Linked DNA regions of Mus musculus: all the other regions are linked to region 4. Evidence: chromatin contacts called from public HiChIP or PLAC-seq and promoter capture Hi-C data. All regions are on one chromosome and are shown on one strand. Each heading gives the region's core, a stretch centred on a gene start, on an enhancer-like site or on the middle of the called end of the contact. The rest is flanking DNA. Distances are from core to core; before and after follow the strand shown.

Evidence for each region. Promoter capture Hi-C pulls out the DNA fragments that hold promoters and counts their contacts. HiChIP or PLAC-seq counts read pairs in DNA pulled down with a chosen protein or histone mark.
Region 1: a contact with region 4 is called in a promoter capture Hi-C map of liver, with 3 times the contacts expected there. The contact joins the promoter of Trip13 here to the promoter of Cast in region 4. A contact is called at or near these places in 3 of 39 promoter capture datasets (liver and pre-B cells).
Region 2: a contact with region 4 is called in a promoter capture Hi-C map of pre-B cells, with 2.6 times the contacts expected there. The contact joins the enhancer-like site here to the promoter of Cast in region 4. A contact is called at or near these places in 7 of 39 promoter capture datasets (the 3T3-L1 cell line, 3T3-L1-derived adipocytes, embryonic stem cells and 3 more), 2 of 115 datasets of contacts at active chromatin or transcription factors (acute myeloid leukemia and pancreatic cancer cells) and 3 of 9 other capture datasets (adipose tissue, liver and macrophages).
Region 3: a FOXA1 HiChIP or PLAC-seq map of pancreatic cancer cells shows a contact between it and region 4. The contact joins the enhancer-like site here to the promoter of Cast in region 4. A contact is called at or near these places in 8 of 39 promoter capture datasets (the 3T3-L1 cell line, 3T3-L1-derived adipocytes, the C10 cell line and 4 more), 1 of 484 Hi-C or Micro-C datasets (bone marrow-derived macrophages), 1 of 115 datasets of contacts at active chromatin or transcription factors (pancreatic cancer cells) and 2 of 9 other capture datasets (macrophages and pancreatic islet).
Region 5: an H3K4me3 HiChIP or PLAC-seq map of bone marrow-derived macrophages shows a contact between it and region 4, with 4 times the contacts expected there. The contact joins the enhancer-like site here to the promoter of Cast in region 4. A contact is called at or near these places in 4 of 39 promoter capture datasets (the 3T3-L1 cell line, 3T3-L1-derived adipocytes, cranial neural crest and 1 more), 3 of 115 datasets of contacts at active chromatin or transcription factors (acute myeloid leukemia, bone marrow-derived macrophages and cardiomyocytes) and 3 of 9 other capture datasets (embryonic stem cells, liver and macrophages).
Region 6: a contact with region 4 is called in a promoter capture Hi-C map of liver, with 7 times the contacts expected there. The contact joins the enhancer-like site here to the promoter of Cast in region 4. A contact is called at or near these places in 6 of 39 promoter capture datasets (the 3T3-L1 cell line, embryonic stem cells, hippocampal neurons and 2 more), 2 of 484 Hi-C or Micro-C datasets (B cells and hematopoietic stem and progenitor cells), 2 of 115 datasets of contacts at active chromatin or transcription factors (bone marrow-derived macrophages and embryonic stem cells) and 4 of 9 other capture datasets (adipose tissue, embryonic stem cells, liver and 1 more).
Region 7: a promoter capture Hi-C map of neutrophils shows a contact between it and region 4, with 5 times the contacts expected there. The contact joins the promoter of Ell2 here to the promoter of Cast in region 4. A contact is called at or near these places in 11 of 39 promoter capture datasets (the 3T3-L1 cell line, 3T3-L1-derived adipocytes, the C10 cell line and 7 more), 3 of 115 datasets of contacts at active chromatin or transcription factors (acute myeloid leukemia, bone marrow-derived macrophages and pancreatic cancer cells) and 3 of 9 other capture datasets (adipose tissue, liver and macrophages).

The regions. Positions count from the first base shown.
Region 1 is chr13:73,935,819-73,939,367 of GRCm38.p6, reverse strand. Trip13 (thyroid hormone receptor interactor 13) reads left to right here and starts at 1,601. Exons shown (of 13, transcript NM_027182.2): 1 at 1,601-1,878; 2 at 3,096-3,261. The coding sequence starts at 1,787. Brd9 (bromodomain containing 9) reads right to left here and starts at 1,540. Exons shown (of 16, transcript NM_001378947.1): 1 at 1,423-1,540; 2 at 720-934; 3 at 371-503. The coding sequence starts at 1,474.
Region 2 is chr13:75,724,926-75,728,733 of GRCm38.p6, reverse strand. It overlaps Ell2 (elongation factor for RNA polymerase II 2), which reads right to left. Exons shown (of 12, transcript NM_138953.2): 2 at 3,734-3,781. Among named protein-coding and RNA genes, the nearest start is that of Ell2, 19 kb to the right of the region's middle. Within about 2 kb of position 1,548, at least 47 of the 459 cell types and tissues checked have an H3K27ac peak or open chromatin away from gene starts, as enhancers often do. A contact at or near this core is called in pre-B cells, where this site is marked.
Region 3 is chr13:75,750,934-75,754,655 of GRCm38.p6, reverse strand. The region is part of intron 4 of Ell2 (elongation factor for RNA polymerase II 2); the gene reads right to left. Among named protein-coding and RNA genes, the nearest start is that of Ell2, 45 kb to the right of the region's middle. Within about 2 kb of position 1,910, at least 91 of the 459 cell types and tissues checked have an H3K27ac peak or open chromatin away from gene starts, as enhancers often do. A contact at or near this core is called in liver and pancreatic cancer cells, where this site is marked.
Region 4 is chr13:74,805,387-74,809,222 of GRCm38.p6, reverse strand. Cast (calpastatin) reads left to right here and starts at 1,263. Exons shown (of 31, transcript NM_009817.4): 1 at 1,263-1,404. The coding sequence starts at 1,375.
Region 5 is chr13:75,776,077-75,779,859 of GRCm38.p6, reverse strand. No RefSeq gene overlaps it. Among named protein-coding and RNA genes, the nearest start is that of Glrx, 62 kb to the left of the region's middle. Within about 2 kb of position 1,494, at least 20 of the 459 cell types and tissues checked have an H3K27ac peak or open chromatin away from gene starts, as enhancers often do. A contact at or near this core is called in acute myeloid leukemia, bone marrow-derived macrophages and macrophages, where this site is marked.
Region 6 is chr13:75,796,070-75,799,722 of GRCm38.p6, reverse strand. No RefSeq gene overlaps it. Among named protein-coding and RNA genes, the nearest start is that of Glrx, 42 kb to the left of the region's middle. Within about 2 kb of position 1,777, at least 284 of the 459 cell types and tissues checked have an H3K27ac peak or open chromatin away from gene starts, as enhancers often do. A contact at or near this core is called in B cells, adipose tissue, bone marrow-derived macrophages and 5 more, where this site is marked.
Region 7 is chr13:75,706,161-75,709,862 of GRCm38.p6, reverse strand. Ell2 (elongation factor for RNA polymerase II 2) reads right to left here and starts at 2,379. Exons shown (of 12, transcript NM_138953.2): 1 at 2,066-2,379. The coding sequence starts at 2,212. It overlaps 1700037F03Rik (a long non-coding RNA gene), which reads left to right and starts at 2,706. Exons shown (of 3, transcript XR_873683.1): 1 at 2,706-2,784.

The DNA of each region.
Region 1 (3,549 bases), core at 352-2,851, 870 kb after region 4:
TGTTTCGCTGGGCGTGGTGGCACACGCCTTTAATCAAAGCACTCGGCAGGCAGATGCAGGAGGATTTCTGAATTCAAGGTCAGCCTGGTCTACAGAGTGAGTACTATACAGTCAGGGCTATACAGAGAAACCCTGTCTCGAAAAACCAGAACAAAAAACCAGAAAAACAAACAAAACAAAACAACTAACCAACCAAATAAAAATATAGTAGGTTTTGTAGGACACATATGGTTGGTCTCTGGCATCCATGTGTCTGTTTTACCAGTCTTCAAGAGAATTTACTCATTTTTAGCTTGTGAAATGTCCCCAACAACTAGATAACCACGCTATAGACAAGGTAGGAAACTCATGTTTGGGGACAGGGTCTTGCCTGGCTGTGTTCGGCAGGCTCTCACTGGTCGGTCTGGGGGTGGCTCCACCTCCACCTTCTTTCCAGGGTCGAAAGCATCAGCCTCCCCCTCTGAGTCGCAGTGTTCCTTCTCCCGTTTCCGTTTCTTCTCTTCCTGTAAGTATGGAAGAATAGAGGGCACAGAACAGCCAGAACCCTTTTAGACTGGTAATGCAGGCTCCGCACACGTCTGCGCATTCCCCAGACTGGGAAGAAGAGCCACTCCTGACACCTGACAGGCATCACCTGAAGATGCCCTGGAAGCCCAGAACTGCAGCAACGGTATAGCCAGGCGTGATTAGGGACCCATCTTAGGCCATTGAACCTTTACCTTCCGCTTCCTCCTCTCCTCCTCATCGAGGTGCTTCTCCTTCTCTGACTTTTTCTTCTTCTTTTTCTTCTTTTCTCTGTGTCTCTCCCGTTCGTGGTCTGAGCGATCGTCGTAGTAGCTGGAGTCGTGGCCAGATCCTGAGAGCTCTGTCACTTCACTTCCTCCCACCTTGAGCACCAGCTTCAGAGGCTTCTCCAGTGGCGTGTCTGTATAATCTGCACACAGACCGTACGTAGGTCAAGCTTGCAAAATACTGAGTAGAAATACTGCACCCCTGTGGGTGTGAATCTAGACAGCAAGGAGTTGTCAAAACCACAGACTATGTAATCTCAAACTGACAGATTGGTGTTCAATCCTCTCTTTCAAACCACAAAATCACCACTGAGGATATTCCGAGGGTACAACAACCCGACCTGAGACCCAGGACCCCAATTCCTTCACGGAAGCCCTCTTTTTGCTGCGGGTCTTCCTGGTGTCAGAGAGGAGGTACATAGTGGCTACAGGACCCAAAAAAGAAGCCTATAGCCTCTTCGCAGCAGATTCCCTTTTTCAGCTCTAACCCCGCCCCTCCTACGATTGTCCACTACCTGGCTCTAAGCTCCTCCTTCTCACGGGACCCCGCCCAGCACAGACCACGCCCTTCCCCTGGAACGCCTTCCCCTGCCCGTATCGGCAACCTAGACCCCGCCCGTGGGATCCGCACCTTCGTAGGACGAGCGCCATTCCGCCTTGTGCTTCTTGTGCTTTTTGCCCATGGCTGAGATAGCACGGGATCCGGTGAGAAGCGGCTGCCGGTAGCTCGACCTGCGCCAGTCGGAAGTAGCGCCTTCGCCACCGCCAAGTGCTTCCGGGTCAGGGTGGGGCGGTGCGCAGCGCGCGGCAGATTCGAAGCTCGGTGGGGCGGGGCGGGTTGCAAAGCGCCGAGCGGCTCGGGCGGCGGAAGTGGATTTGGCCGGCCCTTAGCCAAGGTGGATCCTCCTACATCGGAGAAGGCTGTCGCACAGGGCGCAGGGAGGCGACCGCGGCCTCACTCCGGCGGCATTCCCTCGGCTCCCGGCGGCGGCGCCATGGACGAGGCGGTGGGCGACCTGAAGCAAGCGCTTCCCTGTGTTGCCGAATCGCCCGCGGTCCATGTGGAGGTTCTGCAGCGCAGCGGAAGGTGAGCGTATATACGGAGTCCGACCACGCGGGGCGCGACCTGATCCGACCCCACCACGCGTGACTCCGAGTGGCACGACCTTACCCCAACTCTTAGGATTCCACCCCACAGCGTCCCACCCCTCAGTACGGCCCCACTTCGCACGACCTGAACAGCCTGACATGAACCCACCTAGTATGACCCAGCACACCTCCACCCCACTTCAGTTGACCCTAACAGCATGATCCGACTTTGCCCTCCATCCCACCACACATTACTCTTGAGTTTCACCTCTCACATTGCCGCATATCCCATCCAGACCCTACCACCATCCCAGACTATCTGGCAGGACCCCACAGCTCTCAACTGACTGGCCTATGGAGCACAGCCTAACGATGAGCTCCATGTAATAGGACCTGCTAAGCGACAGAAGTGATCTCCAGTCAATTAGGGGTGCAAGGAAGTGCAGTGTCAGTAGAGCAAGTATTTAATTTGCAAAGCCAGAATCCAGTGGCAAATTTCCTGTTACAAAGATTATGTACGTACTCCAGGTTAGACCCTACAGCTATGCATTTTCAGGTTTTCCTTAAAAGGGCTGCTAACATGGATTGAATGCTCATAATGTTTCAGGCTTGTCTCAAACACTGAATTTTTATTAATTTTCATAGTAGTGTGTGAAGAACTAGTGGCACCTCCTTTTTCTAATTAGCCTGAGGGTGGCTGATGGTATGACTGCAGGCCTGGGACCCTACAGTTGATCCTAAGACAGTACACTGCCAAGCCCCATCTTGACTAATGACTTTCTTGTATATGTCTGAGGTCTGAGGGAGGGAAGGTGTGTGTCTGTGTGTGTGTGTGTGTGTGTGTGTGTGTGTGTGTGTGTGTGTCTGAGTGTCTGTGTTTGAAACAAGTTCTTCTGTCTCAGCTTGCATGCTGAAATTACAGCCAGACCTAGCTATACTTTAGTGGGGTTTTTTTTGTTTTTTTGTTTGTTTTTGTCGTTTTTGTTTGTTTGTTTTTTGGTTTTTTTTTTTTTTTCTTGGTTTTTCGGAACAGGGTTTTTCTGTGTAGCCCTGGCTGACCTGGAACTCACTTTGTAGACCAGGCTGGCCTCGAACTCAGAAATCCGCCTGCCTCTGCCTCCCAAGTGCTGGGCTTAAAGGCGTGTGCTACCACGCCCAGCTTTTAGTGTTTTTCTTAACTAAGATATTTTATATATGTTTTATTTATCTTTCTAGCACTGCAAAAAAAGAAGATATAAAGTCGAGTGTTTACAGGCTGCTCAACCGGCATAATATTGTGTTTGGAGATTACGTCTGGACTGAGTTTGATGATCCTTTTCTAAGCAGAAATGTTCAGTCAGTGTCTATTGTTGACACAGAACTAAAGGCTAAAGACCCTCAGGTAAATTCCTAGTTCATAGTGCTGGTAAGTGAGCCCTTAGAGATTATGAGGTAATTGTCATAAATAACTAACATTGACGTGGATAGCGGGTTACTACCCTATCTGTTGGTTTTGGTGGCTATTACAATCTAAGCAACAGATTCCATAAAGTCACTTTAGGCAACAGATCTCACGTGGGAGGTTTATTAGGGAGGGAGAATCCAGAGGCTGCTTCTGGGTGAAGGTGGAGGGAGAAGAAAGAGTGCAGAGAGGAGGGAGTGTCCTTTTAGAAGGGGAGATCGAACATGT
Region 2 (3,808 bases), core at 299-2,798, 920 kb before region 4:
TCCAGGCTAGCCTGGGACATATAGGGAGGCTTCACAAAACTAAAACAAGCTGAGCAGGTAGCTAAATGCCAGGCATTACAGCACTTGGCAGGGAGAGGTGGGAGGATTCTTTCAAGTTCAAGGTCAGTCTGACCCACATTGAAAGTTCAAGGCTAGCCTGGGCAACACAGAGAGGCCCTATCTGAGAAAGTCAAACCCAAACAAAAACAAAACAAACCCAGAAAACACCATAAAACCAAGAAGCAATCAGAATAATAACAACTTATTAATATGTCAATTAGATAACTTCTATAGTTTGTGAAATAACTGTTATGTCTATAGTATCAACAACTGACTGCATTAAACATTGAGTGAACTTTCCAGAAACACTCTTTCAGAGATCTTCAATGCGTGGGAAGAGTTTTTCACCTGCAGTATAGCTTGCCTCTACCAACTGTTTGCCCTTAGAAATGTTCAATTTCACAAAGCTATGTAGACTAATTTTCTAAACTCTACTGGAACCGACATCCCTGGAAGTCACCTGCCTCACTTTCACTGTATAAGAGGAAGAGAGAACAGTGCTACTTTTCATGAAGCTTATCTGACTATAAAGATGCAGCTTTTGGAAACTGGTATAGTGCTTTGTCATTGTCCTCTGAATAGTCTACCTTAAAGATCTGAAGTTACATGTAGGTGCTCTAGGTATACATTAGACCCATGAAGACAAATTGGCTGACCCACACTAGAGAATAACTGAGGATATTTTCAGTTGTACACAGTTACTAACATTCATGAGCTCAGCAATCAGAACCAACTGCTCCCCTACTTTCAATGAGCATCAAATTTCCTGTGTGTCCTTTCCCACTATGGAATAGCTGTAGGTGCCTCTCAGACATAGTTTCCATTTTCTCCTATGAAAACTACTGCCTAGCTATATAAATAAAACCCAAATAATCAATGACTTAGAATTCTATACAGCATACAGCCATACTTTAATGTTTTAGTCTGTATTTATGTAGATGCTAACATCAACCCAACAGAACATGTTCAAACAAAAAAGCAAATAGGCTTAAATGCTAATCTGCCAAGATCTAAATTCTGACCCTCTATAGATATTACGGAAGGAGGCAGAGGATCCTATAATTAGCATAGGACTACCATAATCGTGCAGACTTAGCATAACTTCACCGGGCAAACAAGGAATATCTGTAACACTTTTAAAAGGATACTTTAACAATGCTTCAAATTTGTTTACATATGGCTCTATCATGACAGTTAAGGTATATTTCCAATTACATTTGATATAAAAAGACAAACATCTCTCACTAAGAAACAGTTATCTTTTGTGGAAATTCTAAATTTAAACCTTCTAATTTAAAACCCTAAGCATTTTCCACACTGGAAAGCTCTATAAGCATACTTCAGATGGATTTTAAAAGCAATCAGCACAGGCAATGTTAACTTATCATGGCTCTAAAGAACAACAGTGGAGTACTGTATAGAAGACCCTTACAGTTATGGCTCTGCGGACTCCCTGTGGGCTGTGCCAACCCACTCTTTCCCCTGTAATGAGTCTTTGTTTTTACTAAGTCCCAAAGGGCTGGGGAGAGCTCTGTAAATGGAAGGGGGAAGGGTAGATAGAATGCAGCTGCAGGCTCTAAAACAATGCTGAGTCCATAATTTTGTTCCCAGGAGAATAATAAAAAGGGTAGGGTGTTGATGAGATAGACACAGAACAAGCAAGGTAGGGCCAAGTATCCTAGTCTCTCAGTCTACAGTGCCTCCAAGCCTCATTCAGTACACAAACACAATCACACTGTAATTGGGCTGAAAGCTTACCTGTTAAAATTCAAACACATGTTGAAAGTTAAACCTATCAGTCATTTTATAACTAAATTACCTTTGGCAGCAAACTATATTGGGCAAGGGATTCAATGGTATAAGCAAAGGTAAGTAGTAGGAAGAGGGCTGGACACGTGGGCTCAAGGAGAGCTGTGCAGAGGGAAGGGACCTGCTTGCCCAGGACCTAGGACTGCAGGAGCCCATGTCTGTGCTAAACTGCATGTCTCGATCAGAATCAGAGTTTGGTAGCCTTAAGTATTCACTTCCTGTAATTTGGCTGTTGTGTCTAACTTGGTGCCGCCTAAGAAAATATCCTTGATTTACCTTTTCTTAGCCTGAGATCTCAAACAAGGTAAAGAGAGAGCTAGGGGAAACAGTAGTTCCAGAACAGCAGTGGCCCCTCCAGCTCCAAGGAGCACAGCTCAGACCTTACTTTTCTGTCTGAAAAGCCAGTGCTCACCAGGGTTCTAGGATTCTGGCCTCTCATTATGGGCTCTTCTCTTCAAATATGTCATTAAAAACTGCAGGAAACTCCAAAAGCCTTAAGTAAACAATTGAACTAACCCCTCAGATATAAAATGAGATGAGGTTAGTAATTACCACCTAAAAAGCTATACAAGAAAATTCAGAAGAATGCTCATTTCTAGTAGGACCCCATCCATGAACACTTAGTTACTAAGGCGGAAGAAAGGACTTCATTGTGAAGCTGTCATGTAGAAGCAAAGCACACAAACATCTTCAAGTTAGCGTGATACAAGAGATTTAGAAATCCTGTACTCTTAGTCCAATGGATGATGTAATTAATGTGGCTCCACAGATTCTCAAGTTTTAAGGTTTAAAAAAACTGTTTATTCACATAGGCACATTTTTATATTTCTGATGTTATAAAAAGTCACAAGGATGTAGGTTTACAATGATCAAGCTTATGATCTTCTTCCTTGGGCTTGCCTTTTCTCCAAATCCCTAAACTCCACTTAGAGGTAATTCAAATGGCCATGCTACATAGCTAGCATATAGGAATATAAATACTAATTCAAGAGAGGAAGCAAAATAAATATCTGGTTAGTTTTTTAATGTTAAATATTAATAGTAACAATTAAAAATAATACTAGGGATGGAAAGGTGACTCAACAGTTAGGAGCACTTGCAGCTTTTGCAGACAGCCCAGGCTCCATTCCACCCACAGCTGTCCGTCCGTCCGTCCATAACTCCAGCCCCCCTCTTCTCACCTCTGAGTGTACCAGGCATGCATGTGATACACATATACATAGACACACAAGTAAAACATTCAAACACATAAAACTAATAAATCTAAGAAAATTTAACAGCTACACTAATGCTACTCCTATAAAGTTAATTATCTATTACAAACACAAAAGTCACAGGTCCATTTAATTAAAAGTTATATATTATGCTTGTTGGTTTTGGTGTTGGTGACTGGACCCAGTGTCCTGTACATACCACCTTCAAGCTACACTCCCTACTGTAGAATAAAGCAGACATACAAAACTGCCTATACTAGCAAAGCTTATTTTCTATTTATACATTTCATTTCCTACTGTGTAAAATTAAGCACACAGCTACATTTTATTAATAGGAACAACTGTAGTCATAACTTGCATGAAATTAAATCCCTTGCTTAGGTGTTGTAAATATATTTCCATAAAACTGTGATATTTAATCTTCAATGAAAAGGTTCAAATGCACAACCATCCATGATTTGCAAAAAATTGTTTTGTTTTTGTTTTGACATAAAGACAATTCAAACATCTTAAATCTGACAGAAAATCTCATTTAGTTATGAAGCTCACAAAATATGTGACATATTAAGAGAGTAAGATGAAAGCAAAAACTTAAAGCTTTATGATATTTAATACAATTAGATTTTTTTTCATAAATTGGTAGTACTCACCCCTTGGAGTCCTTGGAACTGAATTGAAGGTCTAAAAGGAATTAAATTCTATAAAAAAAAAAATGAAAGAGAAGT
Region 3 (3,722 bases), core at 661-3,160, 940 kb before region 4:
GCTCTGTGAGGGCAGGGCTATGGCTGCTTTCCACCAGCAGAATGAGTCAGTACTAATGACTGAGTGACAGCAAGCAGAAGGGCAGGAGTGAACACAGTCTGTACTTTCCCACATTGCCAGACTGCGAGGACACACGAACATCGCTAAATGCAAACCTTATGGTCTATCATTTCTCAGCTGTGACAGTATTAACATCACATTCTTTGATTGTTCAACAAAAATTTCTGGAGAAGAAATAAGGTCAGTGTCATGATCATTTAGGAAATACTCGAAATGCCACACTTTCCTCCCATTTGCCAGCTCCTGCGAGAAAGAACCTGCTTAACTTTTTTTTCCCAACAAAGCTGTCATTGAGACAGAACTCAGGCCAGCGCAAGAAGAGCTGATCCAGCAGGCTTCTTCTATTTGGTCTGCTTCAGATCCTTGCTCTCAAAATGGGCTCCAGACGTTGCTACGTTTTCTTGTGCCCCTTGAGAAGCAGGCACAGGAAAATAAAGGAGGCTCATTTAGCCCTGAAGAGGAAAGGGAGTGTGATATTTGATTTAAAATTTGGATTCTGATGAGGGAGAAGGCTGAGTCTTAACCGAGGCCTAGTGGTGGGTCTTCTGGTACCTGCTCCCAATACACCAACGTCACTATTCCTTCAGATGGCTGGTAGTTGGGTGACTATCTCTTGCAAATGGTTGAATGAACTAAAAACCCAATAACACTGGCACTGATTTACATCTAAACATCATTTGCTTACACTCCCTCTAAACCTTCTGTGCCTATTCAAACAGGAAGGAGACCCCAAGATTAATGAAAGAGATGCTATAGATGAAGAACACTTAGTGCCATAGACATTAATAGAATTGAGATGCTAAAGAAAAAGTAATGTGGGAAGATGGTAAGTTCAAAGGAGTCAGAGCAGTTGTATTTTTATTTTTAATATTTGCCTCAGAAAGGCCCCATGGGAAAAGTTAATTCTCTTCCCAAACCCAACTAACTGCTAATCAATTCCCCAGGCTCCTTTATATACTGCAGCAGTACTTGGTACCAACAGGGCAAACTAAACTGGGGTTATATCTGACGCACAGTTATATTTATGAGTTCATCTCTAGTTCCTCCATTTAGTACTAGATGGCAAAGTTATTTATCCTTCAGCAGTGGCTGTGAGTCAACAATGTGAAAGGAAATGTTAATTTGGGCCATCAGAAAGACAGGAGCAAGGAAGCCATCCTTTATGGACAGTATCAGCAGGGAAGCAAGGATGGCTTCAACTCTGTCTAAATAACTAATCTATGCAGTAGCTTCTGCTTGCACCATTTGGCACCTGTGGTACTTTTTCAAAGGTCTATTTATTACACACACACACACACACACACACACACACACACACACACACACACACAATCTCTCTCTCTCTCAGGCACAATGCCAGAACAGATATTAGATGTTCTCTAGTTCAGATACTCTATCTATGCTAACTTATCAAAAGTAAGGATAGTGGGGAAATTGGGAAAAGAATCACCAATATCAGATCTGCTGGGTTATTTTGTACACTCACATGAGTATCAATATATACAAAGATTTGTAATTCAACAAAATTCCAGTAGTTAGGTAGAAGTCAAGAGGTGGATTTGACCTATTAGGAAACAAAGTGGTGGAGATTAGTAACATTTTCTTATGGAAAATGTTCACTATAGACAGAAACATTCAGGACTAGAGTGGAAGAAGTAACTATCATTCATGTTGTCCAAGTAAAAGCATTTTCCTGGTTCCCCTCCAAACAGGATTTGCTTTTTGTTTCCCACAGGAGAGTTTCAGAAGCTTGCAGCCCAGGAAACTAGGCCAGATGACCCTAGACTCCTAGCAGAGCAAACTTCATCCTTAAGCTTGGCTTGAGGCCTAGCTTAGCTGGCAGAGGCCCAGCCTGGCACTATGCCACACCACACCACAGCAAGACCAGCATGACTCTTGTCTGCCTCCACCCAGGCTCATACCATTGAAAGGAACCTTGTTCTGCAAGTCTGCAGGTACCTAGGCTGTCATAGGTAAGCATTTGGTATTGTTTTACACGGTATACTCAAATTATGAGCTAAACTGGTAATTCCTGCTGTTTATGAATGAGAATAAAATTTGATCATGAGGACATGCTCATTATCATTAATTTTTGAGCCCAACAATTTGACGTGTAAAATGTGTACAACCTATTTCACAGAGTAATCATGCGAGTCATCCGAGGAACTACGTACACAGTACTAACATACACCTTGTACATAATGAGCATCCAATAAGTACTGAGTAATATTAGCACTATAGGTTGATTCATTAACATTTTAAAGAACTGAATAAGCCAGGCATTATAAAAAGTAAGAAAATACAAATTGAGCTGCCCAGCAGGAAAGGATCAAGTGGTGAAGAACAGACAACAGCAAACCTCAAGTGCAACACAGCCAGGGAGAGTAAAACTCAAGGTAAACAACAGAAAATCCCATGGTCCCCTGGAGCTCATCTGGCTCTGACTAAACACCATTTGGTTCTAAACTCCGAGGTGGGAAACTAGAAGCAGTCCAGGGATTACACCACAAACATTTTAAAGGTTGCGATGCCGGCCATATTAAGGAACATTAAAAGGAGCTGGGGTTAAGTGATTTGGAGAAAAATGGCTGAGGAGGTTCATGGAGGATTTCAGATCAGAGAAGAGCACTGTACAGTGAGAGTGAGTGGGTGGAGGACAGAGCTGGGAGGAGGAGAAGAATGAAGAGCCACTTGAGGATGGCAGAGATAATGTGGGGCTCTGATGAGGCTGAGAGAGAATTTTGTTCAGATTTAACCTTTGATAAACATAGATTGGGTTACCCCTAAGATATATGGAAATGACAATCCCTATAAGAAAGCTTGGGAACTCTAAAATACCTGGTACCATTAGAATGTGCATGGTCGGAGAGATTATGGATGTCGAAGTGTTTGTTATATGAACTGAGTGTGGGGGCTCGTGCAGTCCTCTCTTTCACGATGCTGAGGCCGGTAGGAGGTTTGCAAATTGAAAACCAGCCTGTTTGACATAGTAAATTTCAGGGTACCCTGGACTACAGGGTGAGATTCTTCAAAGCAACCCAGCCCACCCACCTTCTTAGCCAGTTATATAAACTGTAAATAAATTGTACTTAGTCTCTACACTAACAAAACATATCACCAACACAGAGGGCAATCAGTGGTAAAGTATAGGAGTCTTTGCTGATTTTCAAGCTTTAGAATAAATCTAGGTAAGAGTTTGCAGCTAGTTATATTAGGGGGAAAATCATTTTGATGATTTGAGTATTTTCTACATTTAATCCAATATCATTGCTTATAAAATGATATTAGATTAAAGCAACACTTTTAAAAACAGTTGATAGATAATTTATACTTTATAGTTCAAATGTTAAGTGGCAAAAGATCTTATGGATTGAAAAAGTAATTTGAGATCTAGCCTATTAATATGGTCAGCTAATTGAGTTATTTAATAAGGAGAAAGGAGAAGGATAGAAGGCTGAGATTTGTTACTTCACTCCACAGGAAAGGGAAGAAAAAAAAGTCATTGTTAGTAACTAATCAGGGTACTAGGTCCTATGGGTACAGATGCCTGGGGAAGCCACGAATTGTTGTTAAACCAACTAAATGTATCTAAGCTGAGCTCCAAGTCCCAGGAGAATTGGCTTTGTTCTAGAGACACTTGTTAAAGGCACCATGGAGCACGG
Region 4 (3,836 bases), core at 14-2,513:
AGGCAAAAACCAACCCAACCTCAGAAACATAGGCTCCAGAAAGGAAGATGACTTTAATACCTGTGATTCTCTGCTGATTTGCATTAGAGCAGGCAGGCTTCTGCTCGAAAACCCTTAGTACATTTACAGAATTGGCTACATAAATAATCAAACACAGGATATAACACACACACAAGTACACGAACACTGAGAGACCAATTTGTTTTCAAGATCTTCTCTCTTATTTGTAGTTCAGATTTAGGCTAGATTTGAATTAGTGACAGACTGCAAAGAAGTGTCTAATTCTTCAAATTCTTAGAAAAAGGGGTCTAGGCCACGCCCCAGTCCAGCTCTCTGGTTGCACAATCACTAGATTGGTCTGGACAACTCCACCCGGGAACTGCAATCTCCAGCTTCCCCTATTTGCGATTCACTGAGAACCCTGCAGCTTGGGGGCTAGTCTGGGGGAGGGTCTTGTTTTACAAACCCTGAGCAGACAGTGTTGAATTCAGCTCTGGGTTGCTGAGAAGTTGGGCTCTCTGCAGTGAGCCCAGGGCAGGAAGGGGAGGGCCTAACTGAGCTGGGCGAGGGCTCAGGGCTGGGTCGGAAAAGCTGCCTCACTGAGCTGTCCCGCTCCTCCTGTCCCGAGGTGGCTGCCCGCTCCTCCCTCCCCCCCGCAAACAATTTCGCTGCGTTTTCCCGGAAGCTGCGCCCGCAGCGGCTTCACCGAAAAATGTCCCAGCCCGGCCCGAAGCCTGCCGCCTCTCCCAGGCCCAGTCGCGGCGCGGCAGCTCGCCACACCCAGGAGGTGAGTCGTACTCCAGACTGAGCCGCGGGGCAAGCGGCAAAAGGCCTAAGTCCTGGAGTGTCCCGCCGCAGTCTCGGGGCGTTGCCCCTCTTTGCACCTTCCAGAGTGGGAAAGAGATCAGAACTCCATGCCTGCGGGCAAGCAGGTGGCTAAAGGCTCTCCGAATTGGGTAGTGGCAGGAGTTGGGTGGAGGGACTCCTGGAGCAAAGCGGGCTAGTGAGACCCAGGCAGTGAGCATGGGCATGGAGGCAGAATAAAGTTGACTTGGGACCTCCGGAGTGGGCTCCTGTGGCTGGGCAGAAGAGTTCTGACCTCCGTGTGAAGTCACCCCCGCGCCCCCAACCCTAGCCCTCCATTTAGGGAGTGGCAGCTGAAAAACTGACACACACCTCTTTCCTAATTAGCTTTGGGATGGGGCGGGACCACGCTAGCTTGGGCGGGCCCTGTCGCTCTTTCCCCTTGTGCCCTCCCACCCGGCAGCTGTGTCCTGTGCGGTGTCAGCCGGGTCCCAGCCAAGCAGAGTGTCATCGTGGTGCACGTTCTGCGTTCTCGAGAGGTTCCCAGCGGAGCAAGTCAGGGTTGTCGCGATGGCATTCGCAAGTTGGTGGTACAAGACGGTAAATAGAAGGGGCAAGGTCTGGGAAGGAAGTGTATTTACCTCGCTCCTCTAGGAAGTAGAGGAACCACGTCCAGAAGTTGGAGGGTCAAGGGCAGGGACCCGGTGAGACCTCCTTGAAGAACTTCTGATTAAGCTCGGGCAGAAGCAGAAGGCTCTACTTTCAGTGGTAATCCGGACTGGGCGCTCTGGGCGGTACAGTCTGGGCGGCGAGCTGCACCAAGCTCAGCTCGCGTTCCCAAATTGAATGGACAGCAATCCTTAGTTCCGCCCTTTGGAACACATACCTGGATAGGTAGACAAGAGGGAGGCACTGTAGCCCAGGTTTAGTTTTTCAACTGCTAAGTAAAGATAAAAAACTTACAAAGAAAAGAATGGTCAAGCAGTTTCAAACTCGAAAGAGGAGGGTGGAGAATGGGAAAGAAAAAAAAAACCATCAGGGAACAACTGATCAATTTTCAGGGGCGGGGGATGGGGAGAGAGAAATGAGTATAGCTCACTACTCTATATAACTTTATAAGAGGACAAACGTGTTCCTTTTGGTTAGTGCACTGAACGTCTGTCCTACCAAGTATGTTATACCCAATCAAGCTGGAACTTGTAATGTTTTGAAACCAGGAAGCATAGTTTTAGCATTACATTTTTTTAAAAAACCAACAAAAACAAAAGAGTTCACAAACCCTGTGGTTACAGAGAGTCATAAGTTGATTTATGGCGAGAATTTCAAAATCTTCCTTCCTCCCAGTAAGTGGTATGGAAAAAAGATGCAATAACCAGATAATCTTTGCAACTAGAAACCTGGGGTTAGAATTAGAAAGTAGGCATCGAGGACTGATTGATCATCTAGGTGTGCTAGCCTTCCGGTGCACTGTAGAGTTCTTAACTCAAGTGGCAATGATTTCAATGTGTCAGTCTTTGTAAATGTGTTTCCATATCTGTAAAATAGCAGATGTCTCCATAAGGACTAGATTCAGCAGGAGATGACATGCCACATACATGTTTTCAGTGATGTTTCTTTGGGAAAGTTCTTCCTCACACTTTTCTGTGCTATTTAAATGTATAGTTTTATTTATTTTATATATTTTATTGATTATTTTATTTATTTACATTTCAACTGTTATTCCCCCTTCCTGGTTTCCCCTCTGCAAACCCTCTATCCCATCCCCCCACCCCTGCGTCTATGAGGGAGCTCCACCACCCACACACCCACTCCTGCCTCACAGCCCTAAGGTTCCCCTACACTGGGGCATCCGTCCTCTACAGGAACAAGGGCCTCTCCTCCCATTGATGCCAGACAAGACTGTCGTGTGCTACATATTCAGCTGGAGCCCTGGGTCCCTCCATGTGTACTCTTTGGTGGTGGTTTAGTCCTAGGGAGCTGGGGGGGGGGGGCTCTGGTTGGTTGATATTGTTGTTCTTCCTGTATATAGTTTTATTAATGTGCTAAGAGCAAAGGTTTGCTTTGAGTCATGATTGTTCCAGAATTCTTATCAAGATGCACTCATTAAATTATCGGCAAATATGGGTGGCAGATGTTCAACTAACATCAGATTCCTCTGTCCAAGCTTGGCACTGTCTAAAGGAAATTGTGCCAGGTTACTTAGACGCTAGCTTAAATCTTCGCTTTTAGTACCCTCTGAACCATGTTAGACACTTCGATGTTTCTGCTGCAGTAGCCATTATAAGCCAGTTTGGGGATTATTATTTAAGATTTCTGTTTGGTGCTAACTTTCTATAATTTTCAGCATGCCTGGGATCAAGCTTTGACTTTTCCCCAGGAGAAATGTACTGTGAGACCCAAAGGGCTTTAAAAAAATTTTTTTAACAGTCGCATTAACAAAAATATTTTAAGAAATCAAGTTAATGTTAGTAGAATTGTTCTTCACTGGCTCTGTCCTAGGTGACATTCAAGCATGTAATCATGTGCTAAAAATAACGAGTCACCTCTTTGTTTGTGTTAATTACTCAAAAACCTGGCTGTGCTATGCATGTATACTCACAGTACCTCACAATTCACACTTCCCACATTGCAGAGCTTTCACTTGCCACTGTGGCTAGTGGAATAGCATCAGGTAGGAAAAAAGCTCTAAGGGGCTTGTTCCTAACCTTCTTTTTTGTTTGTTTGTTTGTTTGTTTGTTTGTGTTTTTTACAGCTTATCTGTAAGTGATCATAGATTATTTTGAGAATGAAATGTAGTACTTTCAAAAATATACATATATAATTTGCCTCTTCAAGGTATGCAAAGTCTGTACAAATCTCTCTCCAATGGTTCACACAGCCAACTTTTAATATATATATCTATATATAAATATATATCTATATATAATATATCTATATATAGATATATGTGTGTATGTATGTGTGCATATATGCCCTATATTCTGTGTATATATAAAATATGTGTACATATTTTTATATGTGCAATTTGTATA
Region 5 (3,783 bases), core at 245-2,744, 970 kb before region 4:
ATGCTATATAAGCTAAGTCTGCACCTCAAGTATTGGGTTATAAACTACTGGCTTTCATCTGGATTTTGTCTATCTCTTTCCCTTCTTTCAGTCTATCACCCTTCTGTAAGGACACTTTCTCAGCCTAGGAACAGTTATGCATGGTGAGGAAAAGGGGGATCCAGCCAACAGCCATGGAGTAAGCTGCACAGTAGATTCTCTGGGAAGGTTAAGGCCTGACACAACTCAAGCTTCAGCTGATGGCTTGATTCTAACATTTTGAGGGATATTAAACTAGAACTACCCAGCTAAGCTGCTTCTAGCTGCAGTTACTGCATGGGATAATAGATGCCCGTTGTTTTGTTAAATATTTAAGTACAGCCACATATTTTTAAGTAACTAGGCACTGGTGGAGAACACTCATAATGAGGACAAAGGGGCAATTTCAGAAATACCCTTGTAATTTTCATCATGCACAGCCATTGCAAATTTTAGATCACCACCATGCCAGACCTCATAGTAGACAGGAAATGGTGCAATTGGCCATCCTGGGGTTTCTCAGTGATGCGACTTTCTCCTTTTCTTTTCAGAGAAAGGAAATTGAGAGATCTACAAAACCTCAATTTCTTTTTGAAAAATTATATAAAAGCTATATATCTTTAATCTTCTAAAAGGGGTTAGAATAGCTAACAATGCTAGCAAGTTATCAAGTTACTAAGATGAAAAGACATCATGGACTGCAGTTGTGGAGTGATAAGAATAGGCCACTTTTTCAGCACGACGGGCAGTTATGATATAGCTGAATGCATAAAGATCAAGACAAAGGCATAGCAGTGTCAAGTCCCCTTTCTCACAACTAAAGGGGGATCCACATACAATGCTACAAAGGCCAGGAACAGTGGCCCCATCAACAAGTGGGAAGCAAAGCTGGCCGTGGCATTTCATTTTTGCAAGGCACAATAGAAATGGTAGGAGTGGGGACTGTATTAGCAGAAGTCCTAGAGGCCACTAGTGACCCAAGGACCAGCCTCAAGTGAAGCACTGTGCAAGCTAAAGGTGATGTTTATCGTCTGGAGGAGACAAAGCACTGAGAGCTGACTTACGAGTGCAGGCAGGGTGGTGCAAAGTTTACCTTCCATGCAAAACATTTATTTCACTTCTCTCTGGGAAACACTAAACCACATGGAAGGAGAATGTAAGTGGCCAGTGAGGAGATATTAGTGGGCCCCTCTAGAAGACTAACACTAAGTCAGAGACCAAACTCCTAAAGCAGGCTGGTCGAAACTGGAGTCCAGTAGTGATATCTGACCTGTACTCTTGTGTGTCACTCATCCAGTATGACTCTTTTGCACTCATTTCATTTTGTAGGTCATTCCACCTCCCACTAAAGGTGGTTTAAAGTGAGAGTCCATTGATGTCTGTGAAATGTTGTTAAGTAGCGATAAATCCTGCCTTCGCTTCCTTCTCTAGCCCTTTGGCATGTCCTTCTTGTCTGCTTACTTGTTTCGTTCTCACCCAACAGAGTTGCGTCACACAGATGGGCTGATTACTGACGTCAGAGAGAGCTGGTGACAATTTTAATAGTATAGGCGTTCTCTTTTTTGTGTGTGTGTGGTCTACATTTCTTGCTCTAACTACAGAAGTGTTTACCCAGACAAGGCACCAGCAGAGCTGGGCAGTTCTGTGTGCTCATTATGCACTAGGCTCTCACCTCCTGTAAAGCAGGCATCATGACTAGTCATGGGAGACAAAGTCACCAGCCTTCCCCTGACCAGCCCTTTCTATGTAAAGACTTGGTCCAGTGTGAGTGAGGTTCACTGGCCTGTTAAAATGATATCAGTTAATCTTGGGAAGTTTCCTCTGTAGAAGGAGCCACACGAGAAGGCCACTAGATGGGAACCTCAAGTGCCAAAATACCTCTGATTAGGCCACAAACCTAATGCCTGGGGCTCAGGAGTCAAGTGTTCATGTCTTTCTGGCTTCACCTCCCCAGATATATTTTAAGGCAGAGCAGCAATTGGGGAACAAACTCAATAGCAAAAGCAGGCCTGTCAGGGCTTTTGCTAATGAGAAATGAGCTGGATAAACTATGCTAAAAGCTTTGCCACATGGCCTGTTTCTTCCTGGTTCTCCATGCTGCTTCCTTGGGAGGCTTACTTGTTCCCTCATTACTATGCTCATCATTACTCACTCTCAAGCTGGACCTACCGTATCGCATTTGATCCTGCTGGGATCATTCTGCATAATTTCCATTTGTCTTGTTTAGCGGCGTTTTCCTGTTTCTAAGCACAAGACTGAGTGAGGTGCACATGAAGACTTGAACACAAAATGGTATGGCACGGAACTAAAAAATTATGCAACCAGGATTAACAGAGGACATCCTGACGGTATTTGTTGATTTCCCAAGATAGCGGATAGCATCTACAGCTGTCTAGCTCTGAGAAAGAAGTCAGACTCTGAACCATTTTTAACGAAAACTTTGCAGAGTATGTTGGAGAAAGTCTAGCCTCTCTCCCCTTATCATCTGGCTCCTCTTGTGGGTGTAATAGTGAAGAGTCAGCTGATGTTAGACTTCCTATAGGTTTATATAGGGAAGAGAGGCATATTCTTCTTTACTATAGGTTAAGGGAAAAGCTTTATGGTGGCCTCTTTGAATGATTGGTGACTCTTCAAGCTAGTTGAGGGACTTTGAAGGTAGCTCTGTGAGTCATGCTTGATGTACATCAGGATGTATAGTAAGGATGCATCTGGGAAGTTGCTACATCCCTAATGAGGGCCACAGTGCTCATCTAAGAGTAAGAACCCAGATACAATTTCTCTAGTTTATATGATCAATTTAAAAAAGAGGCCCTAGTGTCTAGCTTCCTGCCTGAAAAAGTCAGATAGCCTATGAGGTAGGAGAAAATGGAGACTACCAAGGCTGGCCAAAGGAGAGGCCTGGCCAGCAGCCAGAGGCCACAGAAAGGTCTGAGATGTCCACGAGCTTGACAGTGTCTGAAAGAAATCAAGGCCAATTTCAAAGGTGCCATCCAAGACCTCTCCTGTCTCATAGCCCCCACCTGCTCCCTTCCTTTCAACCTGCTGCAAGCTGAATGGTAAGAGGAGAGGGAAAGGCAAGAAGTGCTTAGCTATTAGCCTAAAGCAAGCTGGGGTTGGAAGGGAAAAGGCCTTAACTTTAAACACACTGTAGAGTTCTGGCTACAAGACTAATGAGACAAGAGACTATGAATAGCTGCTCTAGAGAAAGTACAGGACCTGCCACAACTTCACTGATGAAGGCACCTTTCAGGGGGACATGTAAGAACAAACAATGTTGCTGTTGTCAGTCTAGTTCAGCATTTGTTAATCTATTCCAAATCTTGATATCCTAAATTGCCACAAAGTCCAGACTTGCGGCAAATTGCCCTGGATTACCTGTTGGCAATTCCAGCATTTAGATGCACACCAGGATGTAGGCCTGTAAAGCATTTCAACTGCTTCCCAAGCTTTAGTGTGTTGCTTTGTGGTTTCTGTTTCTGAACTGGTAGCCTTACTAACTGCAAGACATTATCTTTAGACAAAGATAAATAGTGTTAAGATATGCATATGAACAGAAGAGAGGAGCAGAATTGTTCATTCAAGTAAGTCAAGCAAGAGAAGGGAGGAGCAGGTGGGGTGGTGATAATTGGCTCCTATAGCAATAGAGACTTGTCAACAGTAGAGAGAGGAAAGGATGAGGGGCATGCCAGCAGTCCCTAGTGTCCCCTTACAGCTGTTCTCAGCTGCAGTCTATAGCCCAGGTGGCCATAGGACCCCTGGAGACCC
Region 6 (3,653 bases), core at 528-3,027, 990 kb before region 4:
GCCTAGTGAATAGGTGAGTTATCCATCAAAGAGTTAGGGAATCCCCCTGGGACCAGTTTCTTCACTAGGCCCAAAGGAACAGCATAATCAAGTTTTTACTAAGAACCCCTAGTGGTGGGCTTAACAATAGACTGGCATTACACCTGGCTCCATTCTAAGTGGTAAACAGCGGCCTGGTCCCCGCCATCTTTTGATGTATAGATTCCTTTTGTTTTGTGTCACTGTAATTCAGCAGATATGTCCTGCCTGGCTTTTCTTGTTTTTTCTTCTGTATAAAAAAGTCTGTTTTTCGTTTGGACATTATACTCAGATTCAACATACTCTCTCGTGTCGTGTCTGTTTGTCACCCCACTCCTTCGCCCACCTGCAACCAGAGACCCGTTCCTCGCAGATAGGAGACCCAAAAAAGAGGTCCATCTGTGGCACTCAAGGCCGATCCAGCCTCATCTGGCTTGTTACCTATGCTGTGTACTTCCATGTGACAGGGGCAGAGGCAGAATCTATAACACGTTTTCCTGGCCTGCTCCAGCTGCCTAAGGTCGAGCCCAGCCAGCAGTGTTCCTTGTCTGTCCACTGGAGGCAGGTTTGTCACCATATCCCTGCAAGCCACTGTGAAAAGCCTTGTTTGCTTTTGCCCTAGAGTCCAGCCAGTCCCCTGACCTCTAACCCAGAACTATTTGTTCCAGGCGTTCCTCAGTCTGACATTCTAGTTGAAAACAAAGCCAAAAAAAAAAAAAACCCAAACCAAAAAAACCCAACAAACAAACAAACCTACCATCTTCCAATCATCCCTCTATATTTGGGGGTCAGATGAGCTGGTTACCTTTATGGTCTAGAGGGAATGAGTCAGTTAGCGTTTAAGCAAGAAGCAACATCTGCTGTAGTTCAGAGGCTGGCAGAGCACCAACGGCTGGGAAACTGTAGGAAGCAAGAGACCTGGCCAGAGTTCTTTAGTCCTATGCTGTGTGTCCATGAATGCCTAGGCCAGTTCCTCCTCCAACAGATATTTTGTCTCATGTTAGAAACCTTCTCTGTAGCATCTGGCCAAAACCTAAACCTATTGCTGGCCAGAGTTTTCTGAGACCCACTTCCAGCCTCAGAAATAGTTGAGGCTTGATGTCAGACTTGTCATAGCTGGCTGGGTTTTGCTTCATTTCCTCTTCCTAACAGTTGCTCAGCCAGTCTTTATTTGCATGTGGGCAAAGACTTTGGTAAAGAAAGGAGGAGCCTTGTTAGCTGCCGTCTCACTCATGGCTAAGTCATGAGTAATTCTACTAGCAGAGCTAGTATTTGATACCCCTTACTCCTTTCTGCTTATACAGAAAGGTGAGGGATTATATAGGATTATTTATGAGTTTCTGTTAATTGTAAAATTTAGTACAAATCCAGCAATGAGGGTAGTGATGGTCACTTTTTCTATTTGTTCAGAGATCATGTACAATCTTGTACCCTTTACATAACACATATACACCTTGAATACACATGTGCATATGTGCTTGCCACACCACATTCTATAACAAGGAAAGGACCTCGAGGAATGGTTTGGATAGAGGGTATGTATTTCTGCTAGTGTTCCTGGCAGGCCTTGCAGTCAGGCCTGGCTGCTAGCAGTCTCAAAGCTCACAGAATTCAGAGACCATCCACTCCAGGCTGCTGCTTATCCCACACTATCCAGCAGATGGCGCTGCACGCCGCACTGTCGCACCTGTCTGCCTTGGCTGTCAGGAAGTCAGAGTTACTACTGTGCAGTCAGGAAGTGGGTCTGCTCTCACTGAGCAGCGGTGGCTTACGCAAACCATGACTCATGGGTTTGACGAGGGCCTTTGTCAGAAGCAATGAGATCTGACCGTCACCACCCAATGGAAAGCAAAGTGCCTAGCTGGCCGGAGATCATGGTTGCTCACCGTTGATGCCTGGCTTTTTCAGGCAGCATGAGTTCATGCGGAATTTCAGAACCTGGCTGTGACTGATTCACTTTCTGTAAACGAGGGTCACCATTTCCACTTCCTCCGCTTGGGCTATTATTTGAACTTCGAGGTCAGCAACTGTTCTGGTGCTTACCGGAGGCTTTTGAGTATTTCATAAGTACTATTTCTTTCCTCTTCTTAAAAGTTTACTTTGCGATAAGGTCTCAGTATGTAAGCCTACCTTCTTGGAACTGGCTATGTAGATCAGTCTGACATCCAGTCCACCCGCCTCTGTTTCCTGAGTGCTGGGATTAAAGGCACATCTCACCACCCACTCATCGCAGCAACATTTAGCACAGATCTGAAGTATGAAATTGTTATCTCTCAGCCCTTCAAAAGTGGGTTAGTCTCAAATATCATACTGCTCTGCTTTTGCCTGGAGGGCAGGAGAGTAACCTCCATAGAATGCCTGAAACTTGGATGGTATTAAACTCTATACACACCGTTTTACTATATATATACATATATATCTTATCATATATGTGGCTGTATCTTTTGTAGTTTGTGAAGCCATAGAAAGTTAGTTCAGACTTCTTCTTTTCCTTTTTTTTTTTTTATTTTATTGTTAGAAGATCTTAGCAGCTCCAACATAATTCTTTTATTAGTGGAGACTTTTATCCTGTCTTATACATTTTTTGCTTGTTTGTTTGTTTTGTTTTTCGAGACAGGGTAGACCAGGCTGGCCTTGAACTCGGAAATCCACCTGCCTCTGCTTCCCGAGCGCTGGGATGAAAGGCGTGTGCCACCATGCCCGACTCTGTCTAATACATTTTATAGCTCATCTTTGGTGTACCTGACTTGTACCTGTTGTCTTATACATTGTGGTCTGTAATTGAGTTAGGGTGAATTGAACACAGTCAAGGACTTCATCCTCTGACTAGTGGGTAGTGGCATATACAGTGGATGCAATGGCCTGGATGACTCATACAATAGACTGGACCCTATGGGAAGGATGAGATGGCATCATACTCAGCGCTAAGGGCATGTATACCATCTTACATCATACTCAGCGCTATGGGCATGTATACCATCTCACAACTTAAGAACGGTTTATTTCTAGAATTTTCTATCTCATACTTTGGGAATGTTGTTAAGGCTAACGAAAATAAGACAGTGAATAAAAGGCAGTGGCGATCTAGTGTTTACATGTACATGTATTTGTATAGAAATTCATGTGAAACTTTTGAAAATTCTTGTGGCAGGAAGCCCCAGAGGGGATGGCTTATGGGGACAGTGATGACTGCGCCAGGTGTGTTGATGACTGGAGTCAACCTGTTCTAAAGAGTCTGCCAGAACTGGATTAATGTGCAAAAGACACAAGTTGTAGTTAGACACAGAGAAGCAACAAAGCCAGAAGGGCTCCTAGTGTTGAGGCAATGATCCAGAAGGGGGCTAGGTAGCAGGAGCCAGCCTGTCAGGGGTTACAGCACCTCAGGACTCAGCTTTGGGAGGTAGTGGCTGGGGGTTAGACTCAGGTAGATGTCCTGTGGTTAGTGATTCTCTTCCATGCCTCCCTTTATAGCTCTGTCTCTGTTCCTGAAGTTCCTCTACTTATATTTGAGGGGGAAAAACACCCTCAAGAACTTCCCCAAACTCCATTTCTAATTCTGTTTAACTTTTCTCTCAGGAGTTTTCTGCTCAGCCTACAACCGTTTCCAACTTGTAAAACCCCATATCTCATTTGCC
Region 7 (3,702 bases), core at 1,130-3,629, 900 kb before region 4:
CCGAACCCTCAGAGTTAACTTTCTACACCACTCTAACTCAGCCTCAGCCTTTCCATATCCCCAGGTCTGTTCTGTTGTCTTTTAATTGGGGGCTTGGCTCCTCTTCTTCCTCTCCTTATGTCCCCTTACCTCACTTCTTCCCACTGTCATTGCTTCCTATGCCCCTGGAACCCACAACCTTATCTCTCCATCTTGCAGGGCTGAGTTTCTCTGTCAGCCTTGGCCCCCCTGCCTTCCTGCCTGGCTTTCCCCAGATGGGCCTCCCACTTCATGCTGGTACTGGCCTCTTTCTTGCTTGTGAACCTGTCTGGAGAGTAGCTACTAGCACATTCAGTTTTGCTATTTGGATCTTTGTGTCTTTATTGGTGGCTCTACACTGCTCTCCAAGCCTTATTTGAGGTCTTCTCCCTGGGTGGAAGGTCTGTTTCTCCATATACTTGCACTCCTCCCTGTTGGCTTCCCCTTAATCTCCACAAAACGTGTCATTACTTTCCACCATATGCTTCTCTGTGCATAACACGTGCCCAATCAATTCTTTGGGAGCCTCTGAGAGCATATGATCTGGATCTTTCCTTTTCTGTCAGGTGAACTCATATACTCCCAAGATGTACACAACTGTTTATGTTCTCTCTGTGTGTGCATGTGTGTGGGAGCTTCTGGAAGCTCTGCTGGCCCAGGTTTCTGCTTCTCACGATGGCTCTGCCTAAGACTATTTTTCTCTGTATGCATTTAAAGTGCCTGGCACTAGTAGGAGCTCAACAGATGTTAGTTCTTTTTCCACTTTTATCTAAGTATGTGAGGTCCGAGTCCCTCTGTGCCTGTTTTATGAGACATATTGGAATATATTCTTTAGTAGGCACTGAACTTCTTGTTAGAAAATCCTGTGGGGTGTAGCTGTTTGTTTCTTTTCTCTGAACAAAATGCCCCTGGCTCTTCCATATGGTATAGTCTTTCCCTTCGACAACATGTCCACTTTCGTCTCCCTACTCCCCCACCCCCTTTTACATGCCCATAATCGGCTTCCTTATACCCCCATCTGGTTAAATTGTCATTACGGTGCCTTTCTGTGCGAAAGTTCCTGGGTTTGGACTCCAGCTACAGGGTATGTGCCTTGGAGCCTCTTCCTCTAGTGGAGTCAAGCGCTCAGAGTATGGGATGAGGCGGAGACCACAGGTTTCTCTCTCTGGGGCCCAGGAAAAGAGCAGAATCTCATCCAGTCAGCCGTCTGTCTCCCCACAACCTTCGGGCTCGCTCCTCGCCAACAGACAGCGAGCCAGCACAGGACGCGGAGCGCCTTTCGGCTACGCGGAGCTTCTGAGAATTCCTTTCCCCAGACCCGGCCGTCTTGTTTCAGGCTCTAGTTGATTTTGAGTCTTCTGGTGTCTCTCCCGGAGATGAGGTGTCGGTTTGCGGCCACTCGGTATGCGGTGTGTCTCCGGGAACCCAACCCACAGAGCTGGAGTCCCCGAGTCCCCGAGAGTGCAAGGTGTGTCCCCCTCCCCCTCCTCGCAGCGCCAGTGTCCCGGCCTTCCCGAGTACACCATGTACACTCTCGCCTGCAATAGGGGTGCCAGTGTCTCCGAGTCCCTGAGAGTACTAGTTATGTCTTCACCCCCACGGAGTGCCGCTGCCCCTCGCTCAGCGACTCAGCCATCCCTCCGCGTTTCCCAGAAAACTCTGACCGCTCGCGGCCTCCGACCCTCGCTTCTTTACTGGTAGCTCCGTGCGCCCCCTCCGAGGGTAAGGCGATCGCCACACTTCTCTCCCAAAGGACCCGGTTCCTCCTCCGGACCAAACAAGCCAGAAACCCCGCGGGCGGCTGTCGGAAAGTCCCGCAGCGGCCGCGCAGCCCCGGCCAGGCCGACCCCGCCACAAGGGGCCGCCCGCCCGCGCCCTCGATCCAGAGGCCCCGGACCGCGGCGTCGGCGCCCGCGGCTGGCCTCGTTCCCTTCGGCGGGTGCGGAGGCAGCAGCGGGAGCCAGCGCCCCACCGGCGCGGCGCCAGGCGCCCGGCAGAAAGATCAGTGGCCGCCGCCTCCCCGAGCGCTGCCCGGCCGGCCGCTCACCTTGTGGCTCTGGTAAGTCTCCAGCGCCCGGATCGCCGTCTCGGTGAGCTTCACATGCAGCACGGTGATGTTGTCCTGCCCCAGCCGCCCGCACGCCAGCCCGTACCGCTGCTCCTCCCGCAGTCCCGCAGCCCCCCCCGCCGCCATCTTAAACTCCCCGGGGTGCCACCGCGGACGCCGCTCGGGCTCCAGCCTCCACTGCGGCCGCGGCTGCTCGGGCTCCTGCAGCCGCCGCCACAGCTACGGCCATCCCGCTGCTGACGTACTGTCATATACTGCGCGCAGCTAGACCTCGGGCTTCCACAGCTGCGGGCCGCCCCACCCTCGAGCCCGCACCCCGCCCTGGACTCTGTTCATTGGTCTGAATCCCCACAGAGCCTCCCTCATTGGCTGCTCTTCACCTCAAGGGGGCGGGGCCCAAAGTCGCAGGAGTTTTGCTCTCAGGACGGGACGTCCGACAGAGGAGAGGTTGACGTCGGGGTGACGCGTCGAGTTAATCTTATCTGACGTCATGTCTCGTCTTGGCTCTCCTGCGGCGATTGGCTGGACCGATTTGGGGCAGAACCCTGCTAATTGGGTGTCAAGGTTACCAAGTGAGCCTAAGTCGGAGCCCCGCCCCTTGAGAGGTAATAGTGGACCGAACACATAGGTCAACCTGTTCTTGCGGTACGAAGTGAAGATCCCCATTCGGTAGGGGTGAAGGCAGGACAGATGACCAAGTACGGATTTTGTTTCCTGACAGCTGCACAAGCTTTGGGTCTTGATATGCTCTGTGGTGCAGACACCGTAGGCTGTCTCAAGAGAGCTTTTCCTTAAAAGGAAGTTCAGTACTGGGGTGGCACAAAGGTTTATTTATTTGTTTGTTTGTTTGTTTGTTTGTTTATTTTTAATTCCAGACTTGAAATTACCAAGTCAGCTGTAGTCTTCAGTAGTTGTGTGAGACTGTGTGGAAAACTTAAGCACAAAATTATACCAGTGCATTAAATGTGTTTTGAGTGGTGGTCATGATACAATAAATAGAGTTGGACCTTAGAGTCTTTCAAAATCAACTCATACATGTATGTGACTTCAAAGGAATAGAATATGCACTGGAGCTCATCATATGATCAGGGTTATGCCTTTTTATGGGTCATGGGGAAACCATACTGTTCGGGGTTTCTTCTTTCAAAGGCCCTTGAAGAGTATAACTGACCTTGAGGTAGGTAAAAAGAAACAATGATACCACCCATTCTCTGAGTCTTCTTTGAGATCTGTGTCTTTCATTGGTTTTATTTAGGCTAGGAGGTCTTACTGAGTTTAAATGGAGGAGGTAGAGGCCAAAGTGTAAGGAGGCTTGGCTTAGTTTCCACTTCAGTTTACACTGTGTGTGGGCATGGCTAAAGGAGGGTGCCTACAGCAATCCTCTTTAAGCTGTGTGCGGATAGACTAGATAGGTTTCCCCTGAGAAGGTCAATTAATTGGCTGATCAGAAACACAAGACAAAAAGCAAACAATTGCCAAGTTGAGGCTGGGAGATTGACTGTGGAAGGTAGGTTCTAGGCCCGCCTGGGCTTCAAACCAAGCCCTGTCTCAGAAAACAAGAGCAAAAACTAAACAAACAAACAAACAAGTGAAAGATTTAAAAGCAGGGATAGGCA